2 separate regions of the Anas platyrhynchos genome follow, and region 2 is linked to region 1. Evidence: chromatin contacts called from public Hi-C data. All regions are on one chromosome and are shown on one strand. Each heading gives the region's core, a stretch centred on a gene start, on an enhancer-like site or on the middle of the called end of the contact. The rest is flanking DNA. Distances are from core to core; before and after follow the strand shown. Region 1 holds the start of WNT4 (Wnt family member 4). Region 2 has its middle 150 kb from the start of WNT4.

What was found. Hi-C and Micro-C count contacts between places; a contact is called where the count stands out from the background.
Region 2: a contact with region 1 is called in a Hi-C map of F5 follicle, with 2.3 times the contacts expected there. The contact joins the enhancer-like site here to the promoter of WNT4 in region 1. A contact is called at or near these places in 2 of 8 Hi-C or Micro-C datasets (F5 follicle and subcutaneous adipose tissue).

The regions. Positions count from the first base shown.
Region 1 is chr22:8,199,846-8,204,367 of IASCAAS_PekinDuck_T2T, reverse strand. WNT4 (Wnt family member 4) reads left to right here and starts at 2,598. Exons shown (of 5, transcript XM_027443167.3): 1 at 2,598-2,918. The coding sequence starts at 2,842.
Region 2 is chr22:8,348,731-8,353,744 of IASCAAS_PekinDuck_T2T, reverse strand. No RefSeq gene overlaps it. Among named protein-coding and RNA genes, the nearest start is that of WNT4, 150 kb to the right of the region's middle. Within about 2 kb of position 3,389, at least 1 of the 8 cell types and tissues checked has an H3K27ac peak or open chromatin away from gene starts, as enhancers often do. A contact at or near this core is called in F5 follicle, where this site is marked.

The DNA.
Region 1 (4,522 bases), core at 1,349-3,848:
AAACACTTTTCTTTACCTTCCCCTTTCTCAACTCCAAACAAGCTGTGCTTCGAAGTCTTCACAACAGCAACCTGGCATCTTCTGAACACAAGGCCAAAAGTATCTCGTTTGCAGGTAATCACTGAGCAGCGTTTCATGGCATCTCTGAAAGGGCCAAGGGATTCCCCTTGCTCTTGGTGAGTGGCCATTTCCAAAGTCTATCCGTTCACACTCATCGCCTCCTTCACCATGGAGGATGTAAAATAAACACCCCTCCTGCCCCGCCACTCTGTTATCAGCTCTGCAGACAACTCACCCGGCACTTCCCTTCAGGGTGACTAACTTCAGATGTGCTGCATCTGCCCCCCCTCAGGGCTCCCATCCATCCCCCTGCAAACACCCAAACCCCGACGCATCCCATGGAGATGATCTAATGCCATGACTGCTGCAAACAACCTCATGGTCATGCACAAATCCACATCTGCCACGTGTGGACAATTCCTTCCTGTGGGGTAAGCTGGGGTGTTCCCTCTGCTCTACCTGCTCCCCTGGGGACAGGTGGCTTGAACCCGCCGCAGCAGCAGGAGGACATCCCGCAGCTCCTGGGCCAAGGGAAGGCACCAAGGCAGACATGTCACAGGCAGAAGGTGGAAAGTAAAGGAGGAGAGAGCAGATCTGGGGAAGAAGCAGAGAACACAAATCTCCAAGGGTGCAAGGGCCAAGTGGCTGCAACCTCTGCTGCTACTAACAGAGAAAAGAACCAGGTGAAGACCACACGATCTGCTACATCTCCCTGGCTCACCTAACCAACCCTTAACTCAGAGCCAGGTGCTGGGAGGGGACTTCATGGGGCAGAAGAGCATCTTGCATGACCCCTCAGCACATGGGGCTCTAATGAAGGCGAGGGAGCCCAGACCTTGCGAAATCAAACCATCGTATCTCACAGTCTTCCAGCCCAGGCCAGGTACCTGCTGTGCCATCCTGACATCAGGGCTGCTCTGGGAAGAGCCACAGCATTCTCTGAGCCTGCCAGCAGCACTGCCAGCATTAGCACCTCAGCCAGGGATGCTCCTTGGGCCGCAGGTATGCATGGTGCCCCTGAGACCCCTGCAGAGGTCCAGGGCCATGCTCACTCATCTGAATTCTGTTGGACTCTTTGGTGTTGGCTTTTGTGGGGCAATAAGGCACCTGAGGTCCAAACACTTGTGAGTGCACACTATTTGTGTGCACTTACATGGCTCTGGCAGCCCAGCCAGGCACCTCTAACCTCTCTTACCCATTAGCTTTTCAGCCAGGTCTTGCCTTCCTGATGACTTCACTCAACACTCAGAGGCATTAGAAGCAAGAGGAAAGCCACGGTTTTGTCTTGCACAATGAGCCAGATTAATCAGCTCCAGTTGCACTGAATTACCTAGTCGGGGCTCACAGCGACAGCCTCCAATTCACCTGCCCACCAGCCAGTGTCCCGCTTTCAACCAAGATCATCAGCAAGAACACGAAGCTAGATGAATGACTAGGTGAGGGTGGGCTGCAGCCTGTCAGGAGCTAGAAAATACGTCAAAGCGCTTTGAAATTAAATCCTCACTTTGACAGGGAACTAATGCACAGATTTTAAAGTAGGTGTAATATACTTAGGCATGTGTGCAGCACAGTGCAAGTTGCCATGCTTTGAATAAGTATGCTCCAGCTATGCTGTGAGCAGGAAAATTGGGCTGAAAAGACAAAGGGAATTTTGAATAGCTCCAAACCAGCTTGGCAAGATTTTAGAGATGGTAGCAAGAGGTTTTAGTAATGGACCTAACTAATAGCATTGACAGGAGGAGATTTGGTGCACAGTTGTTTGCTGCTTGGGATCTTGGGTTTCACTCCAAGCAGCCGTCTCATGACATCTCGTGTTGCTCCTGGCTTTAAATTGAGTCATTTGTGCCCATGCGGTCTGTGGGGGATAGATGGAGACATGGCAGATGGGGAAAGAGATGGGGATTCCCACTGCATCTCCTGGCCTCCAGGGCCAGCAAACCAGGCTGCTGGGATTCCCAGCAGTTGACCTTTCTAGACAACTTCAGGTGTGGATTTAATCCTTAATGCTTGTTTGAGCATCCTCCTCCACATGCTCAAAGCCCAGCACTAGGCACTGCAGGGACAGACCTGTGGTGACACAAAGAGGGTGTGTGGCCCTGTCCCGATGCCAGCTCCAGCTGCTATTCCTATTGAGGGTAATCCCCCAGGACCTCCCTCTTTTCAGTTTGCAGATGACGAAGTCAAGAGCTGCCTATTTGTGGCGAACCCTCAGAAACCTCTCCTTGGGAGACTCCTTCCAACACAAGTGGAGGCAGTTCATGGGATGCCCAGGTTACTCCCAGCGCTACGGAAAACCGAGGCACCACCGTGCTCCATCCCGAGCCCCACGGCCCGCTGCCGGCGGTGGAGCGGCACCGGGGGGGGGGGGGGGTGGGAATCGCTGGCGGGCAGCGCAGCGCGGCGAGGGGACGCCACCGGTGCCGCCCCGGGGGTGTCCCCAGCGGCGGGACCCGCCCCGGGAGCCGCAGTCTGGGGCCGCCCCCGGGGCTGCCCCCGCCTCCGGCCCGCCCCCGGCCCGCCGCTCCATCCCGGGATGGGCCGGCCGAGCTGACAGTCGGGCTCGGCGGCCGCCGCGGGCGCATCTACCGGGCAGCGCCCGCCGCCAGCCGCCGCCGCTCCTGCCCGGCGCCCACCTGCGGCGGCGGCTGCCTGGGGGCCGTGGGCCGGGCGGGGGGGGCGGGCGCCACCGCCGTCGCCGCCACCGCCACCGCCGTCGCCACCGTCGTCGCGCTCCGCTCCGCTCCGCTCCTTCCTTCCCTGCCTGCCTGCCTGCCCTCCAGGATGAGCCCGGAGTATTTCCTGCGCTCCTTGCTGCTCATCATCCTCGCAACCTTCTCGGCCAACGCCAGCAACTGGCTGTGAGTAGCCGCGGGCGAGGGGAAGCCGCCGCCGCCACTTGTTGCTTCCCCCCGGGGGCGGCCGAGCAGGTGCCGCGGGGCCCGGCAGCATCCCCCCCGCGGGGGTCGCGCCCCGTCGCTGCCCAGCTTCGGAGCGGGGCGGCGGCGGAGTTCGGGCTCCCGGCCCCGGGTCAGCCCGCGGGGGGCTCCGGGCTGTCGCCCCCTCCGAGCCGGCGGGGCCGGGGCTGGCGGCCCGGCGGCCCCGGCAGGTGGGCTGCAGGGATGCAGACCCTGCCCGGCTGCTCGGCTCCCGCGCCTCGTCGAGGCCGCTCACCGGCTCGCTTGAGGGGCACGAAAGACCCCTCTTTCGCCTTTTGTTCTTCAGTTACTCGCTTGGGCTGCGCTGGGGAGCCGAGGTCGGGCCCCCGGGTCAGAGCAGGGCCTGGGGCTTGGCGAGGCGCCCCGTGAGGGCCATCGGTCCAGGGAAGGACTTGGCAGGGCCAGGGCGGCTGCTGCGGCCGAGCTGGGCTCGCTCGTGCGCTGGCCCCGGGGACCCGTTGCAGGTCAGGCTGCGCGTGTCTTGGCTCCCGCTGCCCCCCGAGCACAGTCAAGGGGCCGTGGGGGGCTGCTGCGTGCTGCAGAGGAGCCCGGTGACATTGGTTACCCGCTGAGCAAACACTGAAATAATGTCTAAGGTAAACAGGGGTGGAAATCGTTCTGGAAAATTCCTGCACATTTGCCAAGGCTGAGGGGCTGTCTTCTGGGGAGACCCCCAGGGCAGAGGGGACGGAGTGTGACAGCGCGTTCCCTCAAAGCTCTGAGGGACGGCTTCCTCCTAATAAATCTTGTCTTTTGGGAGACACTATTTGCCCCGTTCCCAGCGTCACCGGCTGCTGTGCTCGCAGGCTGAACTCAGATCCCAGTGCTTGCACCAAGCGGACCTGCTGTCGGGCTGGGCGTGTGGGCCGCATCCAGCTCGCTTCCCCAGGCCTCCATCAGCAAGGGCAGGCACACCACAGACCCCCAGGGAGTCCCCAGGGCTGGAGGCTGGGGCTGCCAACACAAAAGCTCCCTGGAGGCTTGCAACTCTCCCGACAATCACACCCAGGCAGGCATGGACCCAGAAGCATGTCCCCTGTGGAGTGCTCTCTGTGATTCCCATCTCTCCTGCCTTTAGGTTTGGCTTGCTGCAGACTGCAGGAGGTGGATTGGTTTTGGAGGATGCTCCCTACGGCTGGGGAAAGCTGGCACCAGGTCAGCAGTATTCTCCCAGTGTCCTGCTGATGGGAAAAGGTGCTCACCCTCGGGCAGCTGGCTGGGATGTGTTAGCGCTCAGCCTTCCTCCCCCCTGTTTTGCCAGATGGAGCGACTTGTGCTCCGATAGACTCTAGCAAAGAGGTGGGTGGATCGCAGCAGCTATCAAGGTAGTCTTTAAGCTGTCACGCCTCTGGTGAAGGTACATCGGAAAGAGTGGGAGCGCTTTTCCCGCAGGGAGAAAGTCCGGAGGAAGCCCTGCAGGATGACGGCAGGTCCCGGGGAGGAGCAGCCCCTGCTCGCCCAGGATGGGCATGGGGAAGCACCTGGTGAAGGAGGGGTTCGGTGTTAAACCACAGCAGCAGGGTCAG
Region 2 (5,014 bases), core at 2,140-4,639, 150 kb before region 1:
CCCAAAGTGTAGGGGCATAGGATAAAGCTCCACCAGGTGCCATGCAAGGGAGCCTTCATGGGAAGACCTGACCATGGTGATGTGTTTTTAAGTGCACCATCCAGTCAGGGATCAGTTAGGTGTCACAGGACAGTGGTTCCAACTCCCCCTGGCTACCTGGGAGCAGGCAGAGGTTCCACAGATCAGAACAGGTATATCTTTTGTTCCCTGAAAGCTCCACTTGCTAAGGCACAGTTCACTGGAATAGCACAACCCAGGAATGGGTGTACTGCCTCACCTTGCTGTGCCAAATCTGTCTTCACACATTGGAAGGTCCATGGCAGGGAGACATGGGGTGAAACAACCTCCCCTCCAAAGCAGGGAATCTGTCACTAAAACTCAGCCCTCTCCTCTCCAGCAGTTATGTCTTCCAGAGGGACAGATCCAGGATATGAGGCTCAGTGGGATTTCTCCAGTGGCCACATCCAAACCATGCTTTTTTCACAAATTTTGACGTGCACCTTTTTCAGGCAGCACAGCCCACAAATCTGCGTTGGCCTCTCAGGTCTCTTAGAGCATCTCTTGGTGACAGCTGGGCTGTCATATCATGCAATTCTCCCCACAGAGGGGAACAACAATGAGACAGAGATGCAGCCATTTCGGCTTAGCTCAGGCAGGGACAGCAGTGAGAACAGGTTTCTGTGACATGAGTGCAAGCTCAACGCTGTGCAACTGCATCTTCCCCCTCCTAGCTCATACATAATCTCTCCTGTGCAGTGGAGCCTGGATGGCAGCAAGCTTTATCCCTTGCTTGTGGCTTCTACTTTGAGCGCTTGAGGGCACTGTTGGAATTTGGAAAGAGGCAGATGTCAGGGATGAAAGATCTGTTTCCAGTCATACCATGCAGAGGCACATCAGTTTGCAAGGACTGTGGCTTCCACTGGAAACCTTCCTGTTCAGAGGGGAATATAACTTTGGCATGAGTGTACTGTCTCAGGCAAAAACTGATTCTTCAGAAAATACACTGTGTTCAGTTTTGGGCCCCTTGCTACAAGAAGGACATTGAGGTGCTTGAGCGAGTCCAGAGAAGGGCAACGAAGCTGGTGAGGGGCCTGGAGAACAAGTCCTACAAGGTGTGGCTGAGGGAGCTGGGCTTGTTCTTCTGCCTGGAGAAGAGGAGGCTCAGGGGCAACCTTATCACACTCTATAGGTACCTTAAAAGGAGGCTGTAGCGAGGTGGGGGTTGGTATATTCTCCCACGTGCCTGGTGACAGGATGAGGGGGAATGGGCTGAAGTTGTGCCAGGGGTGTTTTAGGTTGGATATTAGGAAGAACTTCCATACTGAGAGGGTTGTGAGGCATTGGAATGGGCTGCCCAGGGAAGTGGTGGAGTCACCATCCCTGGAGGTCTTTAAAAGACATTTAGAGGTAGAGCTTAGTGATATGTTTTAGTGGAGGACTTGTTAGTGTTAGGTCAGAGGTTGGACTAGGTGATCTTGGAGGTCTCTTCCAACCTAGATGATTCTGTGATTCTGTGATCAAGTAATTAAGACTTCTTCAACCTTCTTTTTTTCTGTAAGCATTTCTCCCTTCCATCTTTTTTAACCCCAGAGCTTCCCCTGAGGGTCAGATTTTAGGGAAAGGAGTCGGTTGTACAGTCAGTTCTTGGGAGGAAGTGGACCTTAAAAGGCAGCAAGTTTGATCACGTGGAAATATGCTTCACCTGCATATACACTATATGTTTCCTAAGTGCCGTTCATGCAAGGACTTGCAGCCTGTTCGTGTGCAAACACAGATCTGCTTCTGCTATCAGCCTCCAAGGGAGCCAGCAGAGCAGGCTGTGCTCCAGGGTCAATGCTTCGACGGCTCCAAAGGACTGCACACAGCACTCTGCTGAGAAGCTGTGCCAGAATAATTATTTACATGTGCTGGTATAAAGTAATTACTAATGGAGCAGAACACCATGCACAACCCCTCCAAGCTGTCCTGGAGGAGACACTGGGAGGTACTGAGCAAAGTGCACTCTCCGTGTACCAAACTCCACATTTCCTCCCACGTCAGTCCTTCCCGCTCTTCCCACGAGACCAGCTGTTTTGTGGCAGAGTAGTCTCTGTCACCCCTTTTGGCTCTATCCTCTTGCTTTTGCCAGCACAACCCGAGGTTGTGCTCAGAGTCTGTAAGTTGCACTGTTATTCCAGGTAAATCACACACAAAACTCAGTCTGATGAGGTCTTTTGGGGAAGACAACATTCATATTAAGAAGTTGGAACTGTAAAATTGATTTTTTATTATTTCACTTCTGTGTTTCTCCAACCAAACTGAATTTTCACTTAAGAGGTGGACCACTAGCACAACTTTGTGCGCCTAGACTAATTTCCTAATGCCTGCTTGTAGTTTCTGGTCCACCAGCTTCCTGGGCTTTGGGCTTCACTGTAATCTATTGCAATGATTTATAAGGGGGATAATCTCCTTGGCATTTGCCATGCCTGCTCCCTTCTGTGTGGTATGTAGGGGAAGATGTCTTGCATCCAGGAGGCTGGACTGCACCCACTCTGCTGAGTGTGATGGCCCACTGTCTGAGCAGAACATGCCAAGAACATAACCAAGAACATGCCATCAGACTTTGCAAAGAGCATCTTCAGCTTCTCCATCAGATATCTGACTGGAATCATCTCTAGAAAATCCAAATCCCAGGCTCTGCGGAAGATCACACACCTGTGATCTATTACTAAATGTGATCAGTTTTTTTCCTATCTTTTCACAAATAGGTCAGAGTTTCAGGAGGCTGCAGAGATTTCTTTCAGGATGGGGCACAGCCCTTATCTTTAGCTGGGCATCAGTATTCAGCCCTGGTGCCACTCCAGGCATGACTTCATTCTCAACTCAACATGCCTAGGCATCTGTCCATGATGTCAGCTCTTTAGTCCTACAGTATAGTATTAGTGCCTGGCCTCCTTTAATCAAAATCCCACCCTAAATGTAGCCCAGAACTCACCCCTCACGTGCTGGTAGGAGTTGCTGTTATCTGTCACACTGATTATTTGTCTTCTCACCAACATTGCAGTACAAATTACTGTCTCATCTCCAGTTCCTCCTTCTGTTGGGATCTTTGTAGCATCTCTTGAGCCTCTCCTTCTGGCCTTGCTGGTGCTCTAACAAGTTACAGAGTTATCTGCATGTGCAGCACAAGGTATGCCCAGATCAACCTACTTGTATTTGTGATCTCAGAGGTGATCTCCAAAGCCCCTCAATAGGGGCTTCTTCAGGGATCACTCAGTGTATGCACTGTGGTGAGCTGGTGCATTCAGTGCCTTCCAAAGGACACAGTCAGCAGCTTCTTCTCTATCTAAGCACAATTTCCTTCTTATCTGTGGATGCTCTGCTAGCAAAGGCTATGGCTCAGCAGGATCCCCGTTGCTTTGTCTGCAAGCCAGAGGCTGTGCTGGGCACTGGGTACAGAGCAGTCCCTCCCTCCAACATTGCTGGCCAGAGGCCACACACTTTTCTACCCATTCTATTCCCTTCTGTCTACTGCACAGCAATCAGCCACTGTGTCTCAACACCAGCAGCTACCACTTGTCAATCATTTCTCATAACTGTTAGTCTTGTGACATTTCCTTTTTGTTAGAGCTCCCTCTCTCGGCATCACCCCTACACATTCCTTGTTATTACCTCTGTAGGCCCATGCTGATGCAGACTTCTCTGCTACAGAATCAAGTATCTATTTCTTCTCCTATGTCTTGGCTTTGAGTAAAAAACTATATCTCTATACTCTTTTTTTTTTTTTCCTATTTTTTTTTTCTGGTGACAGCACTCATCAACACTTCTCTCAGCTGTTCTCGTGCTTCACACACCATTCCAGGGTTGAGGAGTCTATTCTTCCAGAAATCATATCCCCATTTAGATAATAAAGGGGTTTTCTTTCATTTTCATGTCTTTATCCTGGTGGCCAGCCCTGCACACAGCCTGTTTTACCTTCCATACATGTACATGGGTTTGTCCGTGATTCAGCATCCTCAGTGGTCTGGGTCCCTACAGTTGTCCATTTGTTCTGTTTCTAGATGCTGATTTGTTTTCCTATTAATCTCCCTCCCTCCCTGCAACTCTCCCTAGACTGATTGCAGCCAACGCATTTCATGTATCACGTGCTGCATAATAACACAAGGGAAGGGGACTTCATGCCTGTAACCCGCTTCTCTGTAAGGGCTATTTCCAGAGGTGGCAGGTGCTGGCAGGGCTCCAGCCATGTGCTCGCATGCTGACTTAGCAGCTCTTCCTCCAAAGTGACCTCCGTGGCACATGTCCCTCTGCACGTCCCAACCCAGTTGTTGTATGGACCATGTTCCTGCTAGGGCAGAGACTCCTGCCAGTCCCTTTTTCAGCCCTCATCACACACAGGCTGCTGCATGCCAATGCCTGGTGCTGCCTGGAAGAGGAAAGCGTGCTCAGCTTTCCCACAACCACATTTTGCTTTCTTTGGTGGACAAGCAGAGCATGGAGACTCAAACAACCTTCTGCTGGTGCCAAATGCAGAGGTAGTGCCACAGTTTGGCTCATGGTCTTCTTTCCAGCTGGCAGGGTTGAACTGCAGAAAGAACGGCTTGGTGTTCTCTATTGCTTAGCCACACGGGTAAATCTGTGCCCTGTGCACCTGCCTGGGAAGAGTCCCATTTCCAGGCTTCACAGAGGAGGGTTTTTACTGGAGTGCCTCAAACACTTCAAAAGGGTCATTTCTCATGGACTGGGATCTGGCCCCTGGGATCAATGAAGGACCAGTGGGAGAGATCCTGCTGGTGGCATCTAACAAGGTGGGACCTACCCCTAGCTGATGCAGGCAGAGCAACCAGCTGCCCACATGCTATACCTTTGGTATCCTAGTCCAAATGCCTGACAGGACACTTGGGAAAGTGGTGTTGCACAGCAGTTTCTTTTATCAGGGAAAATTGGTTTACGGACTTGCTGGTAATCATCTCTCTATTATCATGCCACAGCTGCTTGTCCCTACCATGTGCTGACACACACAAGAGGCTAAAGA